Regions from separate parts of the Sus scrofa genome. Here region 1 is linked to region 2. The links are chromatin contacts, called in public HiChIP or PLAC-seq maps. All regions are on one chromosome and are shown on one strand. Each heading gives the region's core, a stretch centred on a gene start, on an enhancer-like site or on the middle of the called end of the contact. The rest is flanking DNA. Distances are from core to core; before and after follow the strand shown. Region 1 holds the start of TRIM7 (tripartite motif-containing protein 7). Region 2 holds the start of TRIM52 (tripartite motif-containing protein 52).

Region 1 (4,917 bases), core at 2,040-4,539, 65 kb after region 2:
TTATTTTTTAATTTTTAAAAAAGGTCTAAATCTTAAATGATTTTTTTTCCATTATAGCAGGTTTACAGTGTTCTGTCAATTTTCTACTGTACAGCAAGGTGACCCAGTCACACATACACATATACATTCCTTTTTCTCACATTATCACGCTCCAGCATAAGTGACTATATACAGTTCCCAGTGCTATACAGCAGAATCTTATTACTTATCTATTCCAAAGATGGTTCAATTTTTGAACAGTACGGTATTACTTACTCAAAAGATGTTTCAAAAACTCATTTTGGGCGGGCTAGTGGTTAAGCCTTCAGCGTTGTCAGTGCTGTGGCTGTTTCGGTCCCTGGACGGGGAGCATCAGAATACTCAGGACGCGTCCAAAAATGAATAAATAAGTAAAACTACCTTAGTAGTACATAAATGATGACATGCATTAATCAGTAGTACACACTGGAGATTTGTAACATAGGACGCTGCTTTACTTTTACGTAAGGGAGTTCCTCTTTTCTCTGGAAAGAAAAGGGAGTTCCTCTTTTCTCTGAGGACAAAAATAAGTGCGTTTACGCCCAACGTGGGGCTCGAACCCACGACCCTGAGATTAAGAGTCTCATGCTCTACCGACTGAGCTAGCCGGGCCCGCAAAGAAGTATATTAACAATATTTACTTCAAGGTAGGATTCCGGCCGGCTGCATCTACCTCTAAGTTTAAAAGTTGGATTCTGTTTGAAGAGAATCGGGCCACTAAACGGAGAATTCTTGGCAGCCTGGAAAACTCAAACTCCGCTCTCTCTGCTTTAGTTGCCATCCTTCCCTCTTCCTTTCGTTTCCTGCTTGCCCTTTTCTGACAGCGACCTAGCCCTTTTTCCATTCCTGAGAGACGCACGGCTCGGAGGAGGGAAAACGTGAGAATCTTCCCATCCATAAACTCGCCCCTATGATTTTTTTGGCCCGGAGTTTAAATGTAGATCCTAAATACTGTATTTGAGGGCCGCCACCGCCCCATGCAACCTGCGCTTCGGAGTCCTTCCTCGGCTCTAGAGAACACTGTGCGTGTTCACGATTCCAGTAGTGTAGGGAGAAAATAAGTGCACACCAACACTGGAGATGCCGGGGATCGAACCCGGGGCCTCATACATGCAAAGCATGCGCTCTACCACTGAGCTACATCCCCATGCGCTTTAAACTGTTTCTCTATTCCCCCTTACCCGTTTATAAGCGCAGGGCGCGAGTGACTGGCATTCGCCAGACGCGACAATCCAGTGGTTGCGAAGCTTGGTGGGCAACGCCTCGAGCTATTTCAGCATCCTCTATTGACTCCAGGCCACCAGGCCTCGATGAAAGAACGCCGGAGGGGAGCATACAGCCAGGTTAAGCACTTGAGGGCAGCCGTGGATAAAGGGAAAATCATCTGGCACGATGCCCCAAAATGAACTGTGAGCTGAAAAAATGAAAGCCAGACTGAATGTAGGATGCTACATTTGTTAAAGAAAAAGGGGGGGGTGTAGTAAAATATATTATATTTGTATAAAATAATTCAGAATTGCAAAGTTGATTTCTTGGAATTGGAAGGGGCTGGGGCTCCTGTGAACCACTCTGTATATTTGAATTTTGAGCCCCGTTTAAATTAACTCAATTCAAGAAAAGTTTACCGATCGGTACTATGTATAAGAACTGCTCTAAAAACCTGGAGGTCCAGCTGTGAACAAATCTGACATAGTCCATTCCCTCTGACAGCTCACATTGCAAAGGCGGTAGAGTGCTGGAGAGAAAATAGAGCCAGCGATGGGAAGAGAATGTAGTAACGTGTGATTTTGAGAAGGTGACACTTGAAACAAGGCTTGAAGAAGGTAGGATGTGAGCCATGCAAGTGTCTGGGAAAAGAGAGGTCCAGGGTTCAAAGGCCCTGAGATAGGGTCTTTCTGCCATGTTGCTGCAGGAACACTAAGGAGGTCCACGTGGCAGGGGAGAGTGATAGGAGATGAGGTGGAGAGACTGTGTGCAGGAGATGCAGAGGATGAACGAGTAGGGTCTTTAAACTTTGACTTTTACTCTGAGAGAGGTAAGAGCCACCGGAGGATTTCAGAGGAGGAGGGTCCGTATCTGACTTAACAATTTAAAAGGATTGTTCTCACAGCTGGTTAGAGAAATAGGGCAGGGGAGTTGGGCAGAAGGGGAGAGAACTGTTGTGATCATCAAATTATGGCGGATGATGCATTGGAGGAGGTGAGAGTGTGAGATGTTGAGCACTGGATGTGAGGCCTGTACATTTCTCCTCTCTTGGGATGTCTCAGAGAACTCACCAGTTTTGGTCTGAGCACCAAGAAGTACAGAGTTGCTATTAAATGGGATGGGGTGAGGAGGGCTGTGGGAAGAGTGTGTGGGTGCACAGACTAGAAATACAGTATGCACAACTTGAGTGTGTGACAACCCCCACCCCCTTAGAACGCTACATCTGGAGATGCCATCCAGAGAGTTGGATGTGGGAGCTAGGCATCCTAGGGGGACCTGGGCTGGGGATTTGTACTGTGGAAGTGGAGAAGGTCTTTCAAGCAAGAAAATGGAAGAGATCACAAAGGAGTAAGTATAGACAGGGGTCCAAGGACTGAGCAAGGGCAGGGAGAGGAGGAGGAAACCACAGCGGTGGCCAAGAAGGTGGTAGGAGGCCATGGAGGTGGGAGGAGAGCCAAGAAGTACAGAATCCTGGAAGGCCCTGAGAAAGGGTGTCAGGAAGGAGGAAGTATCAGAGGAGAGGGGAAATAAGGCCAGAGAAGGAGTCTTCATCTTTGGGTTAGAATCGCTGTGGTCACAAGAGTGGTTTCTGAAGAGGTTGGGGAATAAAATCTGCCCCAAATGTCCTTCAGAGGGAGTAAGCGGAGGGCGGCAAATAATATTGGCAACTCTAGGGAGGGGCTGTAGAATTAAGAGACAATAGGGGATAGGGGTTTTTTTGGGGGGGGAGGGCTGTAACATCAAATAAAGAGCGAAAATTGATTGAAAATATATTACTTGCTTAAAAAAAAACAACAAAAATAAAGAATATACAAGGGGTAGGGGAATACAATCGCGGGAAATGTAGCCACAGAAGTAGATAAAAGGCCACGATTGGGGGTGGGGGTCAAGAGCCAAGTTCCAGACCCTAAATTTAGCTGAGCACAGGGCGGGGACAAACCTGCGCTCCGGGAATCTGACACTGTGGTCCGGGGGCCAGGGCCTCTGGCCAGCTGTGTTTGTCGGCCTCAGGCAGCAACTGGGAGTGGCGCCCAGGTGGGTGTGTGTTTCCACCTGTCCCAGCCTGTTTTCCACCGCTGACTGGGTCAGGCTGGGGAGGCCTAGACAGGCTTGCGTCAGGGCTGAGCGAAAGGAGAGACTGAGAGAGGGAGCCCCGGGACGCAGCAGGACGCGGGCCAAGGCAGGGTACTGAAGGGGGACAAAGTGGGAGCGCAGGCCACTGGCCTGCCGTTAGATCCCCTCGCCCTGTGCTGCCTAGCCCGCCATCCACGCGCACCCTCCTCTCAGGTTTTCCAGCCTGGCGCATCCTCAGCTCAAGTCTCGGCCAGCCGGCGTCAACCCCGCCCTTCCTCTCCCAGTGGGCGTTCGCGGGCGGTGTACTGCAAAGTCCAGTAGCTTCCCGGGCGCCGCGAAGTTGGGTGCGTTGAGGGTGCGCATGGCGGCGGTGGGGCCGCGGACCGGCCCGAGCGCCGGGGCTGAGGCGCTGGCATTGGCGGCAGAGCTGCAGGGCGAGGCGACCTGCTCCATCTGCCTGGAGCTTTTCCGTGAGCCGGTGTCCGTTGAGTGCGGCCACAGCTTTTGCCGCGCCTGCATTGCACGCTGCTGGGAGCGCCCGAGCGCGGGGCCCACTACCGTGTCCCGCACGCTGCCCTACTCTCTGCCCTGCTCGCTGCCCTGCCCGCAGTGTCGCGAGCCTGCGCGCCCCGGCCAGCTACGGCCCAACCGGCAGCTGGCCGCAGTGGCCACACTGCTGCGGCGCTTCAGCCTCCCAGCTGCCGCGCCGGGGGAACGCGGGCCCCTGGAGGCTGTGTCCGCCGGGTGTGCGCAGCACGGCGAACCTCTCAAGCTCTACTGCCAGGACGACGGACGTGCCATTTGCGTTGTGTGCGACCGCGCTCGCGAGCACCGCGCTCACGCAGTGTTGCCGCTTGACGAGGCGGTGCAGGAGGCCAAGGTGAGCGGAAACCTCACCCCTACCGGTCCCTGAAACCCCCAATCCCCGTTCTGCATTCCCGAACGCTCAGTGCAGACGACAGGCAGGCCAGGAGGAAGGCCTAGGTGAGCCCCTGCTTCTTTCCTCCTATCCCACGCTGCCTGGCATTGGCTACAGGACCGAGGACGTTTCTCCCTCTTTCACCCTCACACCACCAATACCGCCCTGAGGAAAGGAAGAGAGGACTAGCCAGGTTGGGCTTCTGGGGGACTTGTATTTCAGCCTGGATTGTGCACAGATGGTCTTGAGGACGTGAGACGCTGGGGCCTTTGGGGTCACCCTGCAGTTGCCCCGTACTCCTTTGTACAGCCTATGCACACTGTATCATCCTGACGTCCAGAGATGGCTTCACCCCTGCAGTTTCCTCTTCCTCCTCAATGAATAGGGCCTTCCCTTTCTCTTGGACGGCTCAGAAAGGCACATGTGGGGGCTTCTAGAATCCTCTCCCCATAATGTCTCCCTTCTCACTCTCCCACAGGAGCTCCTGGAGTCCAGGCTGAAGGTCTTGAAGAAGGATCTGGAGGACTATGAGGCCTTTCGTTCCACCGAAGAGAAGGAGAGTAAGGAGCTCTTGGTGAGCAGGGCAACCCCCAGGTTGGCTCCCCAGTGACAACAAAAGGCCACCCACCAGCCTGACTCTGTGTGTGTGGTTTGGAGTGAGTGCCTGTGGAACAGCAGAGATGGATTTTAAAAATATAATG
Region 2 (4,951 bases), core at 91-2,590:
ATATGGAGGTTCCCAGGCTAGGGGTTGAATCGGAGCTGTAGCCACCGGCCTACGCCAGAGCCACAGCAACATGGGATCCGAGCCGCGTCTGCAACCTACACCACAGCTCACGGCAACGCTGGATCCTTAACCCACTGAGCAAGGGCAGGGACCGAACCCGCAACCTCATGGTTCCTAGTCGGATTCGTTAACCACTGCGCCACGACGGGAACTCCTGATTAACTATACTTTCTGATGCTCACCTTCCTCTATTCTTTCTACTCTATGTGTCCTTTTGACAATATTAAAACTCAACAAATTGTTGTGTTCTAGATTCAGATCATTACAGTCTGGCTTCTCCCCTCATACCGGCCTGGCAGGACACCATGCGTGTGATGGCCCCAAGACAGGGTAAGAATACTTCTGGCACTCCTGGACCCTCCCTCTGATGTGTAAATTCCTCCCCCCTATTCACCCCAGTCAGGATCACCAAAGTCCTTCCAACGAATTGTGCGTGTGCGCGCGTGCATGCGCGTGCCCCTCACAGGGCATGCCGAAGTTCCCAGACTTGGGATCCAAACCCAGCCACTGCAGCAACCCGAGCCACTACAGTGACAATACTGTATCCTTAAACATGCTGAGCCACGAGGGAAATGCCTTATGAATTTTCAAATATCAGAAAACTGGCCAGGAGTTCCCGTTATGACTCAGTGGGTCAAGTACTCCATATTGCCTCTGTGAAGATACAGGTTCCATCCCGGGCCTCTCAGTGGTTGAGGCAAACTACTGCATAGGTCAGAGATATATGGCTGGGATCAAGCGTTTGGGAGGCTGCTGCCCCATAGGTCTAGCGGAACTTCCATATGCAGCAAGATAAGGAAGGAAGAGGGGAGGGAGGGAGAGAAAGAGGAAGGAAGGAAGGAAGGAAAAGAAAGAGAGGAAGGAATGAAGGAAAAAGAATGAGAAAGAAGAGAGAGAAGGTACGAAGAAAGGAAGAAAAACGTCCAGCTGAAAACTATTATCTTGACCATGGGAGTCCCTGGTCTGCAGTCAGGGGTTCTGGGAAACTAGATGGGGAAAATAACCTTTATTTTTCTCTATCGGCTAGCTGAACTGTAGCCATTTTTCCAGTGATGAACGGAGGTAGCGAAGCTCCGTGGAGTTAGCAGAATCTGTGCCTCGGTCCCCAACAGAAACAGGTATTTTCGAATCACATGACCGTTGTCGCAGACATTGCCCGACTTTTCAAATGGCTGTAACGTTAACTTCACCTCAGTGATCTCATTTCGTGTGGTAGTAATTGCTTTACTTCACAATTATCAGATGGGAAGGGGGTGTTTTTCTTCCGAAGCCCAGCAGAGGGGGCCATCGAGGAGCGGTGGGCGGGCCCCCAGGCCGCCTGGGAACCTCAGCGGGAACCCGGCGAGAGCCAGAGCTTCAGCTTGAGGCTAGAACGGAGTCGCAGAAGGGGCGGCTCTGGAGGCGCTGAGCGCTCCCCGCTCCGGACCGGGCGAGGGACGCGTGCTGTGGTCGGCCGGTGACCGGCGTTGGCAACAGGCCACCGGCCCCACAGCTGAAGACGGACTCCGCGGGCACTTGCGCCCTGGGGCTGCGCGTGAGGCTGGCGACCAGGGGGCAGCCGAGCCCCGGGAGCTTCCGGGGCCGGCCGTTGCCGCCGCCACCGCTGCTGGTGTTGCTGCTCTTGGGGCTGGTGCCGGAGGGCGCGGCAGGTAACCTGGAGGAGAGGCTGAGGGGCCGGGGGCGGATACCCAGTCGCGCCCCAGCCGAGAGCTGGGGAGGGGTGCAAGGGAGAGATCGGCCAAGAATTTGGAGGCCACTTCAAGGTTTTTGGGGGGGAGGCTGGTGAATTGGAGAGCTGAACCAAGACTGAAGGGGTCGTTGAGCCTCGGGTTAGACAGAGGCTCTGCCGCCTCCCATTGCAGCCCATTGATAGAGTGAGCGGCCTTGCAAGGTGAGGACCCCAGGGGCCAGTGGGCCTGTGCCACCATCACCACCACCACCCCACCCCCCGCCACCTGCGACCTAGCCGACGCCACAGCTTCCTGCTGGAAGGCCTTAGGGAAGCTACGTTGGGGTGGGAATCTGAACGCATCCTCCATGCCTCCTGCCTTCTAGCTCGGCCTGGCAACTGCCCATCGGTCGCTATAAGTCTTTCTGGTCCCTTGGCAAGGTTCTGTCGGGTTGCCTGGGCGACCCTTTGGATAGAGGGTGAGGAGGTGCTTCGAGGGTTTCTCTGACATGACTCAGAATTTCCATTCTTTGTCAATTTCCGTTCTGCATTCAAAACAGCTGGGCCTTACTTCCGGGATTCTCAACAGCTCCCACGAGTCACCGCCCACCCTGACAGCACAGATCACTGAAAGTTTATTAGCACAGGCGGGGAGGTGTCCACCATTACTGCAATAATAATAGCTGATGTCCTTTATTCCAGGCTCTGTTCTAAGGGCTGCACGTACCAGAAGACATTTCGGTTCTCAACTTCCAAGGTTTACCATTTACAGATGTGAAATAGGGCCTAGAGAGGACGCTAGGTGGCAGCACTGGGACTTTTTTGTGCTTGGGCCGGGTCTCCGAGTGTTTTTAATAACAAAATGAAAAATATAGGATTCCAAAGGAACCCAAGTATGTTTTTATAAAGCTATTAAAATTTAAATAGAAATACAAAACTTTTAAAAAGAAATGTGAGTTTTCGATGTGTAACATATATGCGCTTCTAAGTTAACACATTAAATAATGGGCTTAAATAGTAAGAATTCCCTAGAATTTGGAAGTAGTGGGGGGAAAGCATATTTCCAGGTGTCTGCAACAACTTTTCATGCGATTTGAAAACATCTGTGGCTTCTATCTGGGACCAAAAGCACAAGTTCTGCTAATCCTGCTGAGCTTTTTGCTCCATTCACCATGGGAGAAAGGCCAAACTTCAGCTGGAGGTTAGACATCAGCTCCAACTTGAGGCTCCTGAACCCAATAGGATGCACCTACAGGAGGATTCAATCCTCAGCTCCTCATGGGAAACACTTAAAGGAGAAGCACCCTGGATGTCTGGGCAGGAGATTGGTAGAAGAGAGTGGGGCCAGGGATGGGGAAGTGTTTGGCTAATGTCCCTAGAATAAGAACACCAGGGGGGTGGGCCACTGTGTCTCTGGGCCAAGACTGTGTAACCAGTCCTGGTTTTCAGGTTGACATGGCCCTTAGGGATCCTTCTTACAGCTTCCTGCTGGGATGATACAGGGGCACACAGGTGATTCCAGCTGTTCATGGCAGGGATGGTCATGGGTATATGTGCGTAAGTCCTATGACCTTGTGAGGGGAATGGTCAAGGGCAGGTCTCCAAGCCAAGGAGGTGGGAAGGAATGGAGAGATAACCTTGGGTGTGTGCCAAACTATAGGAGAGAGGTGGCACATGGAGGGGAGGTAGCGAGGCATTTCCAGCAGGCCCCCTCATAAATGTTATGGATGCCAGGCTTTCCATGCTGGAGGTGGGAATGAGAAAGTGGCTTTCAAGGGGCAGATACCATGAGTGCTGCAGAAGTAAGTTCTAAACCTCATAGCACCTTATGACAAGGATTCAATTATTATCCCCATGATAAAGATAGGGAAACTGATGGAGTTCCCGCTGTAGTGCAGTGGGTTTAGGATCCAGTGTTGTCTCTGTGGCAACATGGGTTTGATCCCCGGCCAGGCATAGTGGTTTAAGGATCAGCATTGCTGCAGCTGAGGTTATAGATCACTTCCATATGCCATGGGTGTGGCCAAAAAAAAAAAAAAAAGATAGGGAAACTGAAGCTCAGAGAGGTTAGCTGGCTACCCACGGTTGCACAAAGTCTCATGGCTGGTTAGGATTTGGATCCCAGCAGGCTGGCTCTGGAGTCACGATGCCTTGGGCAAAAACTAAGGCAGGGAGTCCTGACCAGGGGAGAGGAGAAGGCAGAACTAATCGGTGGCCCTTGGTTGTTAGAGACAGATTAAGCACAGATAGATGATTTGCTGGTTACTATAGCAAAGCTGGAGTTGGGGGCTGGGGGTTGGTGGTGAGAGCAGGGTGAGGGGTGTATTCTTGGGTATCTGGCCTTGGCACCTGGCTAGATGTACTACTGGCATCCAGACAGGAGCAGCATCAAGGGCAGGCTAGGGGAGGGACTGCAGAGGTAAATCCTATGGAACATCAAGGGCCCTGACTCCTGAGACTACGTCTGGTCTCCCTCTACCCCTTTCCTCCTTCTAAGGTGACTCTGCAGGCCCTTCTTACTCTGCCTCCCCCTTCCTGCCATTCCAGGCTCATCTAAGCCAGGGATTCAGGGTCCCCTCCAGGCAACTATAGCCATACCCTTTCCCTGGCCCAGACCTTACCCTTGAACTCCAGTCCTTAGGACCTGCCCCAGTTTGGCCTCTTCCCACTTTCCTAAGGGGAAACAGGTATGGAGAGGCAATCTAGCCCTTTTTCCTCCCAGACTTATCTCTTACATTTGCAGTCATTCCTTGACCTTGGTTTTCCTGAACTCATCCTTCTCTTTTTCACTCCAGGCATTTTCCTGTGCTGTTGCTTTTGCCTGAGCAGTTCTCAAACTTTAGAATCAACTCAGAATCACCCAAAGGGGTTCTGCCCTCCTTTTCACCCCTAGAGCTTCAGATTCAATAGGGCTGGGGTGGGGCCTGAGAATTTGCATTTCCAACAAGTTTCCAGGTAAAACTCCTGCCACAGGTTCTGGAACTACACTAGACTCACTAGCCCAGAATGGTCTTCCCACCTCACCCACCCCATTGCCTGGCAACTCACAGCTGGTGCAGTCTCCTCCAGGTTTCAGCCTACGAGACACCTGGACTCAGCACCCTCTTGCCCCAGGGTTCTCCCAGCACGTAGTACCTTCTGCACCCAACACTTACAACCCCTCTCAGTTTACTGGACCTGCTTTGTTTAACTGCTCAATTGTCTCCCTCCCTCCAGATCTGA

Evidence for each region. HiChIP or PLAC-seq counts read pairs in DNA pulled down with a chosen protein or histone mark.
Region 1: an H3K27ac HiChIP or PLAC-seq map of alveolar macrophages shows a contact between it and region 2. The contact joins the promoter of TRIM7 here to the promoter of TRIM52 in region 2. A contact is called at or near these places in 1 of 5 promoter capture datasets (liver), 4 of 47 Hi-C or Micro-C datasets (blood, liver and skeletal muscle) and 2 of 2 datasets of contacts at active chromatin or transcription factors (alveolar macrophages and skeletal muscle).

Annotation. Positions count from the first base shown.
Region 1 is chr2:57,307,242-57,312,158 of Sscrofa11.1, forward strand. TRIM7 (tripartite motif-containing protein 7) reads left to right here and starts at 3,290. Exons shown (of 8, transcript XM_021083408.1): 1 at 3,290-3,408; 2 at 3,511-4,177; 3 at 4,695-4,790. The coding sequence starts at 3,659. It overlaps TRNAK-CUU (a tRNA gene), which reads right to left and starts at 630; the gene lies at 558-630. TRNAA-UGC (a tRNA gene) reads right to left here and starts at 1,165; the gene lies at 1,094-1,165.
Region 2 is chr2:57,243,983-57,248,933 of Sscrofa11.1, forward strand. TRIM52 (tripartite motif-containing protein 52) reads left to right here and starts at 1,341. Exons shown (of 9, transcript XM_021083413.1): 1 at 1,341-1,709.